Regions from separate parts of the Mus musculus genome. Here regions 2 and 3 are each linked to region 1. Evidence: chromatin contacts called from public promoter capture Hi-C data. All regions are on one chromosome and are shown on one strand. Each heading gives the region's core, a stretch centred on a gene start, on an enhancer-like site or on the middle of the called end of the contact. The rest is flanking DNA. Distances are from core to core; before and after follow the strand shown.

What was found. Promoter capture Hi-C pulls out the DNA fragments that hold promoters and counts their contacts.
Region 2: a promoter capture Hi-C map of liver shows a contact between it and region 1, with 2.9 times the contacts expected there. The contact joins the promoter of Mprip here to the promoter of H3f4 in region 1. A contact is called at or near these places in 5 of 39 promoter capture datasets (hippocampal neurons, liver, neutrophils and 1 more) and 1 of 115 datasets of contacts at active chromatin or transcription factors (bone marrow-derived macrophages).
Region 3: a contact with region 1 is called in a promoter capture Hi-C map of liver, with 2.6 times the contacts expected there. The contact joins the promoter of Nlrp3 here to the promoter of H3f4 in region 1. A contact is called at or near these places in 8 of 39 promoter capture datasets (the C10 cell line, hematopoietic stem and progenitor cells, hippocampal neurons and 4 more), 2 of 115 datasets of contacts at active chromatin or transcription factors (bone marrow-derived dendritic cells and bone marrow-derived macrophages) and 1 of 9 other capture datasets (macrophages).

What each region holds. Positions count from the first base shown.
Region 1 is chr11:58,959,096-58,963,500 of GRCm38.p6, reverse strand. It overlaps H3f4 (H3.4 histone), which reads right to left and starts at 1,790. Exons shown (of 1, transcript NM_001318003.2): 1 at 1,228-1,790. The coding sequence starts at 1,689. The coding sequence ends at 1,279. It also overlaps a transcript of Trim17 not described here.
Region 2 is chr11:59,660,556-59,664,960 of GRCm38.p6, reverse strand. Mprip (myosin phosphatase Rho interacting protein) reads right to left here and starts at 2,454. Exons shown (of 24, transcript NM_001368931.1): 1 at 2,013-2,454. The coding sequence starts at 2,135.
Region 3 is chr11:59,540,656-59,545,060 of GRCm38.p6, reverse strand. It overlaps Nlrp3 (NLR family, pyrin domain containing 3), which reads right to left and starts at 2,375. Exons shown (of 10, transcript NM_145827.4): 1 at 2,194-2,375; 2 at 1,672-1,992. The coding sequence starts at 1,948.

The DNA of each region.
Region 1 (4,405 bases), core at 541-3,040:
TAGGAAAATGAAAAGGGGGCAATTTAGAAATTAGCAACTCAAAGTTGGGAGGTGGTGATCCCTGCCTTTAATTTCAGCACTCGGGAGGCGGAGGCAGAGGCAGGCTCATCTCTGAATTTGAGGCCAGAGGGAGTTCCAGGACAGCCAAGGCTACACAAACAGTCTTTAGACTCACCCACCCCCCCATCCTGCCCCCCTCTACCTCCCCTCTGCCTCCTTGCCCTCCCCTGCTCCCCCATCCCTGGGCTTGGAGACATAATGGGCTTCAAAACTCTTCAGTTGCATACTTATATTATATGCACACCCTAGGAGTAATTTATGTATTTAACATTGGCATTAATGAGTGATTCCACTACAAAGGAGAGGTAAAGTTTTCTGTGTTAACCTCACAGGCTTATTCAGGCTATTCCCCTCAGCCCTCCACTAATGCAGTTCAGTTAACCATCTCGGGTTCCTCCCAGTTTGATTTCTGATCAAGCCGGTTAGTCTCCATGCCGGTCATCTCTGAACACCACCCTTTTTGTATGGCTCAGAAGTCATACAGTACTGGACAGTATGAAAAACCAAGGCTCAGAGAATTAAACTCCAGCGCAAAACATCCTTTTGATAAGAGAGGTTCCTATTGCTTACAACTCAGGTTGAGTCAAGACAACAGCTAGACTTTCGTACCCTACAGGAATCGTTTAAGACAGGATTCTCTGGATGTGTCCCCTGGAAATATGTAAGTTAACACTTTCCTGACTCTTTTGCTGCCGCCGTTAACAGATGGGCAAAATTAACTTTAATCAAAGGCAGTTCACTGGGCTTTCCATCAGGAGAAAGGCCAACTTTTCAAGTACAGGAATAGCTAGCCTTTTTAATACCAGGCATTATGAGCCTTAAAACACAAAACATAAGTAACTTGGTTACTGAGCAGATGCGTTTGGATACTATCAACTATGCAAACATAGCACGTTTACTGCCGGTAGGAGCTACCTTCACTTGGTAAAACCAGTCAGCAACACAACCATCATCTTGTAGTACAAGGGCTCAGGCCACTATACCTATCAAGGGAAGGCAGGTTAGAATAGGACGGAGCTGCAAGTCAAATAGCTCAATGGGCAAGGATTAGCTGCTAAGCCCTCTAGACTGATCTGGGGAGACACTTCGATTGCCGGCCACCTTGTCTTCACCTCCTGAGGAGACAGGACACCTAAGTCTACGTTACAGACACTTTTTCTGACTCTGTGGGTGGCTCTGAAAAGAGCCGTTGGGTTCATGAGCGGTGCCTGTGGGAGCCTAAGCCCGTTCTCCGCGGATGCGCCGAGCCAACTGGATGTCTTTGGGCATGATGGTCACCCGCTTGGCGTGGATAGCGCACAGGTTCGTGTCTTCGAACAGCCCCACGAGGTACGACTCGCAGGCCTCCTGCAGCGCCATCACCGCGGAGCTCTGGAAGCGCAGGTCGGTCTTGAAGTCCTGGGCGATCTCACGCACCAAGCGCTGGAATGGCAACTTGCGAATCAGCAGCTCGGTGGACTTCTGGTAGCGCCGGATCTCGCGCAGCGCCACCGTGCCAGGGTGGTAGCGGTGCGGCTTCTTCACGCCCCCGGTGGCCGGGGCGCTCTTGCGGGCCACCTTCGTGGCTAGCTGCTTGCGCGGAGCCTTGCCTCCCGTCGACTTCCGTGCCGTCTGCTTGGTGCGTGCCATCTTCCTGAATCGTCCGCCTCCCTTGCTCCTCAGGTGCACAATGTGGGGGGCGAGTAGCACTGCTTTTATAGACCCAGCTACATTCCTATTGGCTGCCCACCAGGTGGCATTATGGGATGCTGCACTCTGATTGGTCCATTGGGGGATTGACTTTACACCCTGCCTCTTATATTCTCTCTGAGTGGTGTGGACTCTGGAACTGTTAGTTGCGGCTCGGTAGGAGGGCAGCGGGGTCTGTGGAAAAAACTCAAGTCGCTTTCTTGGAGCTTTTATTGTTGTTGTTAAATAAAAAAACAAAACAATCTTGCCTCGACTCCCAAGACACAAAGAACCTTCTAGAACCTTTCTGCATGCTTCCTTTATATAACAACGAGGCATAGTTTTCCTGAGTTCTGGAATACTAAAAAAACATCCACCTGGTCTGAGGACGCCCCTGGGGGCGAGGGCTGGAGGTAGCTCAGCAGTTAAGCTTAATTCCAGGACTCGGGAGGCAAAGGATGGTGGATATCTGTGTGTTTGAGGTTAGCCAGGGCTACATAGTATTAACACTATTTTTTAAAAATAGGGAGGGGTAGAGATGGAAAAAAATAAAGAGAAAAACGAAAAGAAATTGTGTCGTTTGCTGGAACAATGGAAAGAACTCAAGATCACAGTGTTAAGTAAGCTGGATCCAGGCAGGAAGAAAAGCATGGCATGGGTTCTCTAGCATGTGGAAGCTAGATTAAAAAAAAAAAAAAAAAAAAAGCATAAAAATGGGGTCGGGGTGGTATTTATAGAGAGAAAGGGACCAGAGGGAAGAGGAAAAAAAGGGGAGAGCTGGTGTGTGTGTGTGTGTGTGTGTGTGTGTGTGTGTGTGTGTGTGTGTGAAGTTATCAAAATGAAACCCATTACTAAGCACAGTTAACGTACGTTAATTAAAAAAAAAAAAAAACTAGAAGATATGACTCAAAGAACAGTAGTCCATGCTTATAACTTCAGTACTCGGTAGCTGAATCAGAAGGATAATAATTTTGAGGCTTAGAGTACACTGAAATGACGCTTTATCAAACAAAATAAAACATCTTTAGATCTGAAAGAAAATTAGGAAAAAAAAAAAAAAAAGGATTTCTGAAGCAAAGGCTTTCAAGGATAACATGGGCTGTATTCAAGGATTCCCCCAAAGGTCACAATCAGGGTATCAAACAATAGTAATAATGATTATTTAGATCACGTCAGAGGATGAGAAATGTCGTCCACATAATTTCAAAAAACGTGAGTCCAGAAAAGGATAGAAATCAAACTGTGGTGCATCTTTACGGATTTGGTTAAAAAATAGAACTCACTGACAATCATGGTGTTTTGCTTCCAAACGTGTATGTGTAGTTTAAACTGACGCCGGTGAACGCCAAAGCGGGGAATCCCGAGCCCGTGCCTGCGGTGTGCGGTCGCGGGTAGGCGCTACGCCAACCGGAGGACGTGGGTCGTCCATTGGTGGTGCCCAGGAACCGGGACGTCCCGGCCCGCGCCACTCTCTAGTGCCAGCTTATGGATACAGTGACAGGGAAAATAGCTTCACGTTCAGAAAGAACCGAAACTCTTGCCTCTGGGAATGTACGACCCTGTGAGACATCGGCGACACACACAGGGCTTGAAATTCTGAGGGAGCCAGGGAGGAAGGAGCTGTCCATCTTGCACCTCACACAGCCAATTGGATCAGTCAGAGCTTTTGGACTGACCAATCAGAAAACGCCCCCGAGCATGCCCATGCTCCGGAGCCGGAGAGGGCAAAGCGCGTCGCTTCTCCAGCACCCAAGGCCGAGGTGCCCATCAGAGGACGCGGGAAACCTTCTCTACACCCCGGTGCTCACGCTCCCACACTCCCGCACCCCCAAACCTCGGCAAGGCCAGACTACAGCTGTCACCGCGTTGGTTCCCGAGCTGGGCGCTGCACCTATGGAAGCCACTGCTGTAATCTTAATTTTTTTTTTTTAATTTCTTTTATTTTATTTCAACTAGACTGCGCCGAGCTTCCCAGAGAAGTCACACCATACAAGGCTGGATGTAATGCAGAGCAGCGTCTCAAAATCTGAGAAGGATCTTCTTTCCTTTCTGGAGCCTGTAGTTTTCTTTCCCTATTAAATTTCCCCCATTCATTATTCGATCTGCACCTATGCCTTGTGGGAAAGGATCAAATGAAGGTTTAGTGTTAGGGGTGGAAGATGGGGGCGGGAGCACAACAGTGGGACAGCGTTGCCCTCTCAGTTTCCTGCTACTTGCCATGGGAGTGCAATTTCTTCCCATCGCCAGCTTAGACAGGGAAGAAATCCTTTGTTTTAAATTAACTTAACAAATACATAGTTAGCACTATGTGCAAGGCATACTCAACGCATGCGAGTGACAGTAGACATAAATGTATGTGCCTCTGCACTCTTTGACGTCGATGGTAGCCAGTTGAGCTGATCACAACATTGCAGTTTATCCCTAAGCAGGAATGAAGCGACTATGTAGGGAACTGGAAAGAGGAACAGGAACAGAAACTTAGCGAGTACTGGAAGAGGAGTTTTGTTTTTAGTTTGTTTCGTTTTTGACAGCTATCCTAACAGGAGCGAGGTGAATCCTCACTATGGTCTGATTGGTCAGCAACTGTAGCGATTTCAAAGATCGTGTGTGTCTTTACAGTAATTCCTATTTGGGGTCCTTTTGCTTTAAAATTCGAGCTGTTTGCTATTGAATTATA
Region 2 (4,405 bases), core at 1,205-3,704, 700 kb before region 1:
CAGGGACAAATGCTGTTGGCAAGAGCCTCCAGCCTCCCCGCTCTCCTTTCAAGAGCAGCTCCTTCCTGAAAGATCCCAGGAGCTAGAAGACTGGGCTAATCTCTCCCCACACAAATAACCCTACCCAGTATTTTAGGAACTACTGTTCCAGTGCCCTGGAGGTCTCAGGCCTGTTTCAAAGTGCAATCATTTTGAAAACAACAAACTTGAGAGTTTAATACTTTCAATTTGCTTCATCCCTTGAATTAAACTAATAATTGACAGATTTTTTTTTAACAGACTCAAACATTTAAATTCCTCTCATTCATTTAAGAATCAGAAAAACAGCCCGTGTGTAGCATAAATAACTAATTGCCAGTTTAGGCAGTTGCTTCAAATAACCTGGAAACTTACAAACCTCCCTCAAAACAGCCTTTGGCAAGGCCAGAAACTTCTTAAATCAAAGTTGACTGTTCTATGGGTGGTTTTTCAGTTTGTTAAACTATAAGGGGGAAAGCTCAATAAAACATATTTCTTGTTTTTCATATCACCACTACCAGTTTACTGATACGGAAATTAAAACAGAGGTAAAGGCCTCATTCAAGGTCAGACCTCAGAAAGTCACAAGCAGTAACCGCATATCCCATATACTGCTTCCCTGAACAGGATCCAAATGAGAAGAGGAAATCACATTTCTCTCTCTTCAAGAGTCCTACCCTTCCCAAATAGACAGGTCTCTAAGGCCCTTGGCATTCTCACAAATCAATGACTGAGACTTGGAGAGTCTGGTTAAGCTTCCTGATTGCTTCCTGGCTATTGGAAATCTGACCTCAGAGAAAGAGGCCATAACCCCTGCCCTACTACTCCACTCTAGTTTGCCCCATAAAACAAGTCAAACCTTGCTTGCCTGCCTGCTTGCCCATAAAGGCTTTAAAAACAGCCAAACCAGGGCACTTCAAAGCAATGTTTTCAGTCTAAACAGCTCTTTCCAAAAGGAGTGGCTACAACTAGGTGGCACTGGCTGGACCGTGTGGGGAACTCCACTGAAGTCAGCAAGCAGGGGGCAAAGGAAGTGGGCGAGGGGAAAGGGGAGCAGGATATATAGTGCTTTCCCAAAGTGCTGCAAACAAGGCCAGGAATCCTCAACACCAGAAACGGGAGAGCAACCAGTTCCCAAGGGCCAGTTGCCCAAATTGGAGACCTTGTACCAACACAAATTCCCAATCTCCTACACTGCTCCGGGGTTGGAGGTCTTTGGCAATCTAGGACAATGTTTTCCATGACTGTGACTTGGAGGTCTGGAACTCTGTTTTCCATGACTGTGACTTTGACACGGGTTAGGAAGAGCGTCTAACCTGGTCCAAAATCCTGACTAACAAATTAAGGGCAGACAGAGGGGGAAACCAACTTTCCCCAGAATGTACAGGTCTTCTTGGTCTCCTGGGCCAGAAAGCAAAACCAAGAAGGGAAGCCCCTACCCCTCGACAAAAGCTATTCCTACCTTCAGTTCAAGAGCAAGACCCACCCATCTGAAGAGAAACACCTCATCTCTCTTCAGACCCTGACGGTGACAGTGACTTAGAAGGAGAGCAGGCTCTATTCCACAAGATGGAAACTGGTGACCCACGCAAACATGCCAATTCCTGGGACAGTTTGGTGGCCAAGTCTGCGTCCAGTCCCAAGACAAGTCGCGAGGGGGGCGAGGGGGGGGGTAGTACTGACAAGTGGCAAGCAAGCCCCACTTTGTTCCTATCCAGGGAAACCAGACATTTTTTTGAGTCACCCAACAAGCATGAATCACACGGCAGAGCTATGGGAACGGGAAAGGATGTTATTTTTCGGCATTCTTGAGGATTTTCCCTTTGTCCCAGCTCTATCGATACTCTTCCCGCCCCCATTCCAACCCCATCCCCCAACTCTCACGCATTTTTTTTCCCTGCTCCATTTTTATTCTCTCTTGGCCTTCGCAGGCTCTGCGCTCCCCGGCACGACTCGCAGGCAGGACTCTCAGCTCCGCACCCGCGGCAGCTCACCTGCGTCAGGTCCTCGTCGTTGAGCAGATGCGACTCGCGGGGCTTGAAGCAGTTCTGACACTTGCTCTTGTTGAAGATGTTGGCCTGAAATTTCCTGCACGGGTTTTCCTTGGCCGCCGACATGTCGGCTAGGCGGCCGCGGAGCGGGCCGCCACGGCCCAGCGCTCTCCCGGGGGTCGGGGACTCAGCGCGGCCGCCGCCGCATTTTGCGCTGGCCGCCGCAGGCCCGGAAAGGCCTCCCCTCTCGCGCCGCGCCCCGCCTGCTCGCCGCGGCCTCAGAGCGCGCGCGCCGCCTCGCGCCCCGCCCCGCCGCCCGGCCGCTGTGGGCCCATGGACGGACGCGGCCTCCGGCCGCTGGCTCCACCGCGGCCGCCCCCAAGGCGCCGGCCGGCAAGTCCAGCCGTCGCGCTCACCCGGCGCCCGCCGCCACCGCGAACGAACCGAGCTGGGCGCCGCGCGCACTCGGGGAGGGGCGGGGTGGGGCGGGGCACCGCAACCGGCAGCCCCGCGAGCCAATGGCACCCGCACGCTCCTGCTAACAAAGAAACCCGTCGACCAATGGATGACGGGGGCGGGACCGGGAGCAGCGGGCGCAAGGTAACTTGTCCAGGCTGGGAAGGTGGAGGCGCTGGGATGGAACTTTCAGGTTTGGTGGACTGGCGCCGCCGCCCGCGGCCTGACAGCTGCGGCGTTGGGCTGGGCTGCTCCCGGAAGGACGCCGGAGATCTCCGCGGTCTCCCTGCGGGCCCCTGTCTTTCTCGTAGTCTCTTCGCTGCGGCCTTCTGCCTCGTCTAGCCTGCGCCCCTACTGTGTGCTAGGTCTGTGGTCGACCCAGATGCCACCATAAAGACTAGAAATTGTTTCAAGTGCTTCCCGTGTTTTAGATCATTAAAGTTCCATAACCTTCCCGTGACCATTCCGGTTTTACGTAAGGAAACTGAGGCGCGCGGAGCAGTTAAGTAATAAGACGTAGTGTTTCCGAGGTGACTAGAAGATGTCAGCAGCCGTGAGGAGTTGTCAATTCTATTATGGGAGCCCAATTCTGCTAGAGTTACGTACGCACTCTTACCTCCGTTTTGTGCTTGAGGAGACAAAAGCTCAGACACTGCGAATAGCTTGTGCAAGGTCACTCTGCAAGAAGGGCCTGAACTATATACTACAGGCCACTCTTGTCCAGACTCCCAGGCAAAAGGCCACTTGGAAAGGAAACGACAGAGGAGTCCAGAATGGGCGGAGGGGAGGGGGATGGAGGGGGACAACCCCTGCTCCTTAGGAGGCAAATTGTTCCCAGCAGCAGTGAAATGGATCTAAGCAGAGAGCATGCAGAACTGTTCCCAAGGTATGCAGGTGTAAGTGTGGGGAGGAGGAACAAGAAAGGAGTATGTGGTCCCAGAACTCTGAAAGTAGATCTAGGAGGGTGGAGAGTTTAAGGCCAGTCTGGACCGTAATGAGACCTTTATAAGGAGGCTAAGGAGGAGAGGAAAGGGAAAGAGTGAGGGAGGCAAGACAGAAAGGAGGAATCACTTTGACCTGAGATTCCAGGCTCAGCTGGCTGGCAGTTCCAGAAGTCAGCCTGTGTTTTTTAACAGGCTGAACTAACTCATTCTTCACAATGGAGGTGATATTGGAGCAGGTGGTGGCACTGAGAGCAGCTGCGCTCAGGTCACAAGGAGGCTTTAGGAGAGAAATGCCTTCAGAGTTGCGTACTTTTCCACTGGTCATCTGGTGACTACCCCGGGGAGGTGCATTTCCATTTTGAGAAAGAAATGCTCTCCTGCACAAGGAATCAGGAATGAAGGAGCCCAGATCAAAGTGTGCCTGCAGCCTGAGGGGAAAGCCCAGCTCTGATCCAGCTGTGGGCAGGTCTTTTGCCCTCACTGGCACCTCACTGACCACATGGACAAAACTGACATGAATGTAAGGTGTTGCAAGCATTAGGTGATAATCATCTTTGCAAAATACTTCACATAATGTGGCCAATTGTTAATTGGTGAATTTTGGGAAAGGGTGTTTACTGGACTATCCTTGCGACCTTGTTGATTTAAATTTTTTTCCAGAATAAAGACGGGGAAGGGGTAAAGGGAGACTGACGGTTCTTGTCTGCACCGAATACTCGGAAAGTGATACCAGTGGTGGCCTCTGGGGAGAAGAACTGGGTTATTGGGAGGTGACCTACTTTTAAATTTTCAATATAAAACCTTTTTGTTCCTTTCGGGTTTTGTTTTATGAGCATGTACAAGCTGTTTAAAAGAAAGACTTAGAGCCAGCAAGATTGCAAGGCGCGTAAAGGCCTTTGGTACCACACCTGATGAGTTGAGATGAGTCCCCTGAAGCCACATGGTGGAAGGACAGCACAAACTCCTGAAAGTTGTCCTCAGACCTCCAGATGAGTA
Region 3 (4,405 bases), core at 1,126-3,625, 580 kb before region 1:
CACTCACACACGTGAAGTTTTTGTTGTTTTCTGGTTCTTGTGTTTTGGGTTTTCTTTGAGACCTGATCTCTTTGTTATATAGTCCTGATTGTCCTGGAACAATGTCCTCTGTAGACCAGGCTGGCCTCAAACTCCCATAGATCTGCCTGCCTCTGCTTTTCAAGTACTGGGGATAAAGACATGTGCTGGGGCTGGTGAGATGGCTCAGTGGTTAAGAGCACTGACTGCTCTTCCGAAGGTCCTGAGTTCAAATCCTAGCAACCACATGGTGGCTCACAACCATCCGTAACGAGATATGACTCCCTCTTCTGGTGTGCTACTACATACATCCAATTCAAAATAAATCTTATAAAAAACAGACAAACAAACCCAACTACCTGGTACAGAGCCGGAGAGAGCTGGTTCAGGGAGTAAAGGCACGAACCAGATGACCTGAAGTTTGATCCCCAAGGCCTACATGGTAAAAAGAATCAACCCCTGCATATTGTCCTCTAACCTCCACATAGGTGCCGTAGCACACACATACAGGCACACAACATAAATAGCTAAAAACGTTTAATGCTTTAATTTGAAAAACAAAATCTAAAATTGCTCAGTCAGGACTTGTATTGCTGAGACTTCACTCCTGTTGTACACATTCTCAGGTCAGGAACAATTACGGCTGCATTGTGATGTGCAATTGGATTGCCACCTAGCTCCGTCTCCTTCTCCCGGATTGCCATTGCCTTGCCACACCCCTCATCATCATCTCCAACTGGCCCAGTGGAACCCAGATCCCTGTGCATAACAGGGAGGTGCTCTACTGCTGAGTCACACCACCCCAGCATCCTTATCTCCGGTGACTACTTCCTTCCGCAGCTCCCACTCAGCATCTTCTGCCTGGGACTTCCCTGGTTTATTCCAAATCCCTTCTGCTGCTTCCCTGGTTTAGAGCAGACGAGCATCTGCTATGAGCTGGTTGGGGAACCAGAGGAGGACCTCAGCACTGAGCCAACTCACGAGGTTGGAACCAGCCACAACAGTCACCTGCGAGTGAGTGAAGACTGAGACCGGAGTTTTTACAGAATTAAGAAAACCACACTGCTCCCCTCCCTCTGACCCTCACCCTCCCGTACCCCTGCAGGAGAGAAGGAAAACCCATGGTCAGAGAAAAGAGGATTCTGTGTTTGGAGCCAGCCTGGGATACTTGAGACTCGAACTCAAAACCAGAGAACTGAAGATGTTGAATAGACATAGTTATCCATAGCAAATGGATATGCACAGATGAGACAAGCACAATGTAATAGACACACATGAATATTCAACATTAACCTTTTTTAAGAAGGAAATTCTGATGTACCTGAACACATTATGCTAAGTGAAGTAAGCCAGCCAAAAGAAACAAGCCCTCCATGAATCTACCTGCACGAGGAATCCATAGAGGTAAAGTTCACAGGGACAGAAAACAGCGGTGGTTGCTAGGAGATGGGGTTAGGTAATGGGGACTTATCATCTAGTGTGTTGGGAGCTTCAGTTGTGCAAGATGAGAAGTTGGTTGCACAACCATATGTTTTCTTGTTGCTAAGCCATATATGTAAAATTACTAAAATTCCACCTTTTATGTCACGTGTACCTTACTGTAAGAAACAAACAAACAAACAAACAAAACCAAAAACCCTTCTGTTTACTCACTCCACTCTGGCTGGTCCTTCTTAGCTTTTTCCCAGAGGTCTCGCCTGTTGATCGCAGCAAAGATCCACACAGCCATGGCCCAGGCCTTCTCCTCGCCATTGAAGTCAATCATGAGTGTGGCTAGATCCAAGTGATCTGCCTTCTCCATCTGGCCCCTGGGGACTGGGATACAGCCTTTCTCGGGCGGGTAATCTTCCAAATGCATTTTGAATTTCTTGAGGTCCACATCTTCAAGGTCCTCTAGATACTGAGCCAGCTTGCAACGGACACTCGTCATCTTCAGCAGCAGCCCTTTCGAGGGTCTCGGGGCTTAGGTCCACACTGGCAGTGCAGGAATGAAAACCCCATGGGAGTAAAGAAGAATGGTATTAAAAGTCTCCACTTCCAGAAAACGAAGTTATCAGAAACACAGGAAACTAGATGCTAATATTGAAACCTCTAAGGGTACCCCATAGATTGGTACAGGTTTTTAATGAATCACCATCTCTGACTTAGTAAGAACTGAGTAAGCCAAATGTTTACCAGAAAGTTCTCTTAGCTTGATCCAGACGTATGTCCTGAGCCATGGAAGAAAAGTTCCTCTGTAGAGATAAAAATAAGAAAGCCATTAACACAATCAGATGTGGTATACAGAGAACACGCATATACAAAGTCACCAGGACTCGTGTCTGACCAGAACCCATGGTGACGAGGCTAGGACCTGGGCACAGCCTTCACTGTTTCTCAACCTCAGCTTCCTCCTTCAGACACTGAGAAAGCAGAAGAGATTGCTTCCCGATTTCTTTTAATGGAAAGCCCTGGTTTCTTGCTTTTATTTTCAAAGGAAGGAGGAAGCCAGGAGAAAATAAGCTATAATAACCCCAGAGCACCAAGGTGAGGACTCACAGCCCAGACGGGCTGACAGCTAACCCTTCAGTGTTCCTCTATTTCCCACTGACAGACAGAACCCGATCAGGTGGAATTGTGTGCATATAAAGAGGAAGACTACATGCGTACATCGCTTTAACGGCTCTTTAACATCTCACATCTATAACGAGCATCGTGATTCACATTTAGTCAGAACTCTGGGCCTAGATGCTGCCCTGATTCTTTTTACTCTTCTCATCTAGTTTCTCCACTGAGGTGTGTAGGTTCCTTCTGCTGAGTGGTAGAGACACTAAGTGGCTTTCTCAGACTGAAGCCATAGATGGTAGAGGAAAGTGCCTGAAAGGTGGTGATGGCCTCCGAATTGATATTCATGTGACAGCAAGATGACATTGAAGGTGCCCCAAGCTCGATGTACCTGTCTCGTGTCCACTCTTGCATCTCCTCTCCCTGTCTCCTGCCGCACCTCACATCTTTCTGTCATCTCTAGTGTTCTTGCTGACTGCTGCCCCAGCTCCACAGATCCTCCTAGACTTTTGACCCCTCAGTTCCTAGTCTTTCCCAGGAGTTCTCAGCCCTCTGCCCCCTGCTGCTAAGACCTGCCACAACAGATTTGCTCTTTACATTAGCTGCCCCCTGGGCTTCCAGCACATTCCCCCCCTCACAGGCAGTCCACCCTCTGCCACCCTGAGTAGATGCTGTTTAAGTCCTAGGGAGCTATAATTGCTTCTTCTGTGAGCGCTCACGCGCACACACACCTCCCTAACATGCATGAACCACGTAACAGCAAACAGAACATCCCAGAAATACCTTAATGTTAGATGAGTCTAAAAGAAATTCCTTGTCTATTGACTAAGATAAATCATGCCATTAAAAATACCCTGGACCTTTTATCCACTCTGCTCCATGACATTGTACTCACCCAGATAGCAGCCTTGGGTACAAATAAAGGGGAAATGAGATAAATATATAGGGGTCACTGTGACACTGGAGACAGGAAGGATGTGGCTTCAAGACGTGAACAAGCTTGCATCACTGTCAAAGACGGATTGGCAGTTACTCATCTGGATGGATTTTCCAAACCCAAGCAATAGAGTTCTGAGTGTAAGCCTAAGCTGCAGACCAGAATTCCCGGGGGTTCCCTGCAGAAGCCTTTAGAAACAATGGGAAAAAGTGAAACCTCAGGGCTCAGCACAGGCAGCGAGCAGCTCAGTGAGGCCTAGGATCCCAGAGAGGGGGACATAAGCAGTGGCAAGCAGAACCAGTGTGTGGAGAGCTGAGGACAGAATCAGGCTTTGAAACCCTAGATTCTAATTTCTTTCTCCTGGCATGGAGGTGGTCAGCACGCAGCTCCAAGTGTTCTCCATCTCCTGTTAGTTTTAAAAGCATAAGTCTTACTCCATGACTTTTGGTCTCACCTGTCAGGCTGAGGTGGCTGTGTCCCAGGAAAAAGCCAAAGTGCTTGGCTTTCTTTACACCCCGAAGGACAAGGGAACTGATGGCCGCTCAGACCTGCTTCTCTGCCACCCTTGGTCACTGTAGAACCACTGTCTGACCATGGCAGAGACTCCAACCAACTCTGAGCAAGAGGTACTCTCTCAGTGTCCTGAATGAGGCAGCTCCTCATGCTACTCTACAGGTGAAAGGGCAGAGACTCTGCTGATTCAGGGACAGAAGCAACAGGAATGCAAATGCTAAGGCTGAAGAGAAGCAGACCAGCCAGACTCAGGAAGACAGGAGCCCCCTGCCTTACTGAGCGTGCCCAAGACCCTGGGTATGCCCAACGACTGGGTCCCAAGTACTGCAAAACGCAAAAAGCATTACTAGGTTGGTCTCCAGAAATCTGGATAGTTACATGCTGAAGAATAAA